2 separate regions of the Zea mays genome follow, and region 2 is linked to region 1. A link is a contact called in public Hi-C data. All regions are on one chromosome and are shown on one strand. Each heading gives the region's core, a stretch centred on a gene start, on an enhancer-like site or on the middle of the called end of the contact. The rest is flanking DNA. Distances are from core to core; before and after follow the strand shown.

Region 1 (3,042 bases), core at 163-2,662:
TGCACATACCACTGATACTTGACGAGTGTTGCTCTAGCTCTTCTCTTTCATCTTCCAGCGCGAACGCAAGACGCGTCAAGGCTGACGTGGCGGAGATCGACAACTAAGTGTCGACGAGCGCACGAAGTCTAGTAGAGTCGTGATGTTGAAGATAACGTGGCGACGGGCAAACATGTTGCCCAGTAACGATGTCGTTGTCCAAGCGCTGTGAGGCAACGACGAGGTCGACGGTCGGCGGCACGGAAGAAACCAAGATCAACCGTGACAGAGGAGCTGCGACGACTAGATCAACGGCGGTCTAACGGCCATAACGAAGAGCTGTGTTTCGGAAATGGAACACGACATAGCAGGGCGACGGTCTGATCATCGTCGAGCTAGTCGAGCACCGGTGTGGAGGCACACGATGAGGAGCTACGGCTGGGGCGAGCTCGGCGTCGCGGCTGTGGGGGAATAGGGACGACGATCTAGGAGCGGGGCGAGGAGAAGCTCCGCGAGCTGTGCGCGAATTGCACACGACCACGGCGCGCAGGAACGACACAGGCCATCGGCAAACTCCGGCAGGCAGCAACAGAGCAGGACGCGCCATGGGGAAAACAAAGGACGCTGAGCTCGGCGCACAGACTGGTCGATCCGATGGAGCAGCAGCGGCCAGGTGAAATCCGAACAGGGGCTAGGGAGGAGAGGAATCCGCGCGCCGCTGATGAACAGGGTTATGGCGCGAGTTCCAGGGAGTTCGTCTGGTGTCCACGCATTGGCCGAGCTCGAAGCCGGCTATGGACGAGCTCGGCAGAGGGGCTAGGGCGCGGCGCAGAAAAGGTGCGCGCGGCAAGGGAGAAGGAGCTAGGAGGAGCAAGGCATCACCATGACCTGCCGCCGAGCTCGAGAAGGAAATCGACTTGCGCACGACGTCCGGTGTCCTAGCCGGACCGGGGTGACTCACCTGCGCAGGGGCGAGCAGGGGGAACAGGGAGAGAGAGCAGGGAGGTTGGGCGAGCTGGGTAAACGAGCTGAGGGGACGCGGCTGGAGGAGCTCCATGCGCTGGAGGAAGTTTCCGGCCGGGCGTGGTACGGTGGACTCCATGGCAGCCATCGCGGAGAAGCTCGAGACGCGCAGGGAGAACTTCAGAGCAGCAGCCGCAGCCAGGGATTCCGGCCTTGGGGGAAGCTCTGGTGACATCCGAGCGTGAGGAAGATGAGGGAGGGAGGGAGGGAGCAGGGGGACGCGAGGAGCAGGGCGCACGGCGATTGGGGGCGGCTCTGGCTGGGCACAATGGGAGAGAGCAGAGGAAAATCCAGCACAGGGAGCACGCGAGTGTGAGAAGACTGACGCAGCAAGAGCAGAAGGAGAATGCCGGGAAAGAAGAGAAGGCTGGCGTTCAAAGAATGGGCCGCAGAATTAGAAGGCCGAATCCACGAGTTTCAGGAGCTAAATGGGTGAACTAGTTGTGTGGTGGTGGTCGTATTGGGCCAAATTGGCTTGTAAGACATTAGCAATATAAACTGAATACTGAAGACAGAGTGAAGAGAGAAGAAATTAATCTCATTCAGACTTCCACTACTTCGCTTCTTGCTGCTCTTCCGATATCCTTCCTGTTCTTCTTCATCGTCGAGCTGGAGAAGGGACTTGGCGCCGGTGAGGAGACTCGCTGCTGGGAAGAGAGAGGCAGCAAGCGCACTTCCGTGGAAGAAATAGAGATCGCGCTTAGGGGATAAGCACCGGCGAACCAGGAAAAATCTGCCGTTGCTAAGGACGACGGCAGAGAATTCAACAGGGAACGGCGGCGGAAAAATCTGGGAAGGAAGAAGATAGGAACGATGACGCGTAATGGATGAGGCTACGGCTGAATTTTTTTATTTTTCTTTATACGAGAACACAAAGATAATTTAATTCTCTGATTAAATCGGCGCGAGATGTAAACCGGGCAAAACAAAAAATATCCATCAACAAGTACAGACTACGCTTGATTTAATTTAGATCAGATAATTTTATCCGCAGTCTGAACAGGGAAACAGATTAGTTATGAATACTCAGCTCGGTTCTAATTTTTTAGCAATGCATACGATATAGACAGTAAGGATGACATGGTTTTGATTTAGCGAATGCTTTAGAATCAGATGAGTTTGCGCTGTTATTTATATCCAAAGTTTTGGATCGGCGCGAGAAACGACGGCCCGAATAAGACGGATTTCGTCTTCGAGAATTTGTTCTATGGGATTCGACTAAAATTAGCCAAAACCATATCTGAATTATTAACCTCACGCCCGATTTTCAGAACAAATATGTTCCGAACAGCACGAAAATTTAGGACGAGCCCGAATAGATGAAAATAAAAATGATGTCGCACTCACGACAGACGGCACAGATGCGATATTAAAATCGCGATAGGCGAAGATTATTAAAATTTCGCATCCGTTTTACCCACTGATATTACGTGCTTAAATCCGTACTCGTTGTCGAGCGGAATATAAACACCTGGGGTGTTACAACGTGGGCCAGATCTCCGACGAGCAGGAGCAAGGAGGGCAGGCGAGCGGACGAGCGGTTTCAAAAGGAGGCTAGGGTTTTGCGGCGTGCAGAAAGTGCACCTGAACCGCACCGCCCCGCCCTCCTTTTTATACACGGGACGCGACGCTTCGGGAAACCCGTAGTCCAACAGTACCGCGTGCGTCAACGGTCACATCAAAAACCCCCGCGGAACCATTTCGAGCGAGGGCAGCGTCTCCACCATCTAGCGACGTCTTCGGCACTAGATGACTCAGTCGAACTGGTCCCTCGGAGGGCAAATGTTGGGGCGAAGGCGAAGACGCTACCCTTCGCTCCAGCCTTCGTCTTTCTCGCTGTGCCAACAGAAGCAGAAGAACTGGCGAGGTCCACCCTTCGCCTTCTACACTACGAGATGAAGGCCTACGACGACGTCGCCCCATCCCACGTCCTCACTCGGCCTTGAGGCCCACGTGGGATTCGGCCCATTGTAACAGGCCCCGCACGGAGAAGCGTGTTACGGGCCCGAGTTGTAATAGCTTTTCTGTAATGACAGTCTG
Region 2 (3,042 bases), core at 162-2,661, 380 kb before region 1:
CTTGCCTACTTGATCGCACATTTTCTTCTGTTTGCATGGAAGTTGTACTGTGCTTCATCCCAATTCCATTGTCAGGTAATCTAGCTATAATAAGTCGCCGCCGATTTCGGGGATGTCTCATAGTTCTCCGCCTTTGATGCTTCTTCAACCTCAGACCATGTGCCACTAGTCCAGCAACTTGTTCGAGGGGCATGTAGTTCGGAACAACTCTGCAAGGTTCATTGTTACCCGCGGCCGTAGCGGCAAAACCACTGCTCTGAGCCCCAGATTCCAAATATAAAGGAGAGCGAGGATAGATTTCTTCAGATCCCTCAACCAGCAGCCTGCTGTGCTGAATCATAGCTGACAGATACATCGAATCAAGAGCTACAGCATAATGCAAGCTCGAAAAGTATGAAGGAAGTGCTGAGAAATCGACTGAGAGCAGCGGTTCAGATTTCTTGGAACCATGAAGCACACACCACCCACAATGCGCAAGAGGCCTGTGTAACAATGCAGACTGCAGCAAGAAGCATAAATGTTACACCGATTGTACCAGAAACTAAAATAGATCAGATGAAGGCTGTTGAAAGCTTACAGCGCTCTGGCACTGGAGCTTGACAAAGTGCACCCCGTGGGATGCAAACGCAGCAGCTATACCCGAAGAGAAGATGAATGTCGCAAGGTTCCGGAACTTCCCCCGCTGCCAACTGCGGCGCATCCACCGCAGCATGGGTACAAGAAGGCCAGTGAGCCGGTGAGAGCTCCCAGAACAAGACGTATCGACAAGGATGACGAGCATCTGAGCCCCAGAGTAAGTGACGGCATCATCTACCAGGGCCGAGAAATGGGCATCCAAGAAACCAGTTCTTGACGCAAACTCCCGGGAGGAGGAGCATGGTATGGCGGCGGCGATGTCACAGGGGACCTCTGGCTCTTGCGGGACCAGGAGAGGGCTGACCTTCGATCGCTTGCCCTTCCTCCTGGTGTATACTATCCCAAACCTCCTGCTGCCGTCCTCGTCCTCGGCGACGACCTCATCGGCGGGGTGCCTCCGGCGGCGACGGCGTTTCCTTCTGTACACGAGCCCGAAGGACTTTGTCAGAGCTGGCAATCCCGGTTTGGGGTAATCTTCCTTTTGGTGCTGCTGGTCGTGGCCGTGATTGATGTCGACGTGGAAGGCTGCCGCCTCCTTGGCGTCCCAGCGGATCCGGTCGGCGGCGAGGCGCTTGCCGGAGCGGAGGACCCGGGTGGCGGGATCGACGTGCTCCTGGGATTGCGGCGGCTTAGCCGCCTTGGGCATGAAGACGCGAGTGGAGCGGCGGGCCCCGGCGGCCGGCATGGGCTTCCCCTCCTCAGCCTCGTCGTCCTCGTCGCCTCCGTCGTCTACCCTGGCCTCCGTCTCGTCGAGCCCGGGACTCCACCCGAGGAGGCGGCCGCGGCGGCGGTGTGGATCCGATTGCGACCAGATCCCGCCCGGTGAAGTGAAGGTGGATTGAGTGGTCCTCCTGAGCGCCGAGAAGAAGATCTACGGTGCGGAGGGGGATGAGGTGTGCAGCGGCAATGAGGTTGGGAGGCTCAAGTAGAAGATAGGGGCGGGTGGCCGCCGACTTGCCGCGCCGCCAGCGGCCGCCGCAAGGAGAAGGACGGGAAGCTTCGGGGGCGGCTAGGGTAGGGTTACAGCGGGGCGACGACGACGGCGACGTGCGCGTGCGTTTGTGATGAGACTGGGCCGGTCGTGGGCTGTGGGCTGTTACTTTCGAGTTCCGGATCCCCAGAGACCAAGCTTACATTTGTCCGCGTACGGTCAGGCTGGCGGGCAGCCCATCTTTTTGCATTTTGACCCTTTTTGCGAAAGATTTTCACAAATACGCTCTTTCTAGATTGAATTTAGGAAATTGACCCTTACATCATCACCATTATTATTGACGCCGAGATTACACGTCTCGACGCCAATATAAATGGCGCCGAAATCTTGCTCCGGTATGTCGAGCTGGCATCTACGTGGCAGGAGATCGGTGTCGTGGTCATAGTGTCGACCTCCCAAAAAATGGTCGCTCGGCATCATGCATGTGGCATGCGCGGTGTGTGTATATATATAGTTTGTATATTTGAAGCCCTGGGCTTCCAATAATTAGAGAAAACCCTGGCTCAACGGTGCCATCCGGTTCAGCCACACTAGGTTCGGACGGCTATAAAAACACCCCTAGGCCACCAGAGATTAGGTTTTAGTAGGGGCGGCGATTCCCGCGAGCGAGCGAGTGGCGGTGGCGGTTTCCTTGGGTGTGCGAGCGGCAACAATCCTATGGGACCAGCGGCGATGGCGCCCCGAGGAGGGCGATCGACGGCGGCGCTTGTGGGGGACAGATAACCCTCGGGTCTACTAGAAGGCGAAAACCCTGTTTGGGGCAACGAGCCAGTCGTCCTGCAAGGTCATCGCATCGTGGGCCGGGCAAATACTATAGTTGAAATGGGCCGACCCAAGAAGGCGATGGGCTCACGTCCGGATCGTTCGCGGGATTAGGCATGATCCTGAGGAAGCCGTTCGTTTTCTCGCGCCCGACGCCCTTAAACGCCGGAGATAGCTCGGAACGGAGCCATCGGGTTTTCCTCAAGATAACCAAAGTCTGTTCGCTATTAGCTAGGAGATAAGCTGGAAGAGTGTGATCAGCGTGTGCATAGGGAATGCCCCACGAACTTGTATATAAGGCCTAGGGAGAACCCCATCATTTTCATCTCAATTAGCACCTCTTCGTACGGGAAACATCACTTGTAAACATACCACACATACAAAGCCACCCAGGAAGTACGGTATTACGCCACTCAAAGTGGCCCGAAACTGCAGAAAATCGCCCGACTCCCTTTCTCGTGCTTCTGGCACAAACCATCGAGTTACAATCAGCGACACCGTCCTACCCAAAAGCACCACGAGGGTACCCCCGAGTGTGCGGTCGGACACTAAACACCGACAGCTGGCGCGTCAGGTAGGGGGTGTGTCGTTGATCAAAGTTAGCTCCATGGTCGTCATCTTCAAAAACAAGATCACTCTCAGCCTAGGAGCTA

The links. Hi-C and Micro-C count contacts between places; a contact is called where the count stands out from the background.
Region 2: a contact with region 1 is called in a Hi-C map of leaf mesophyll, with 2.0 times the contacts expected there. The contact joins the promoter of LOC103641046 here to the enhancer-like site in region 1. A contact is called at or near these places in 2 of 25 Hi-C or Micro-C datasets (leaf and leaf mesophyll).

Annotation. Positions count from the first base shown.
Region 1 is chr10:42,428,336-42,431,377 of Zm-B73-REFERENCE-NAM-5.0, reverse strand. No RefSeq gene overlaps it. Among protein-coding and RNA genes, the nearest start is that of LOC103641044, 320 kb to the right of the region's middle. Within about 2 kb of position 1,412, at least 6 of the 20 cell types and tissues checked have an H3K27ac peak or open chromatin away from gene starts, as enhancers often do. A contact at or near this core is called in leaf and leaf mesophyll, where this site is marked.
Region 2 is chr10:42,804,383-42,807,424 of Zm-B73-REFERENCE-NAM-5.0, reverse strand. LOC103641046 reads right to left here and starts at 1,411. Exons shown (of 4, transcript NM_001346711.1): 1 at 578-1,411; 2 at 1-499. The coding sequence starts at 1,321.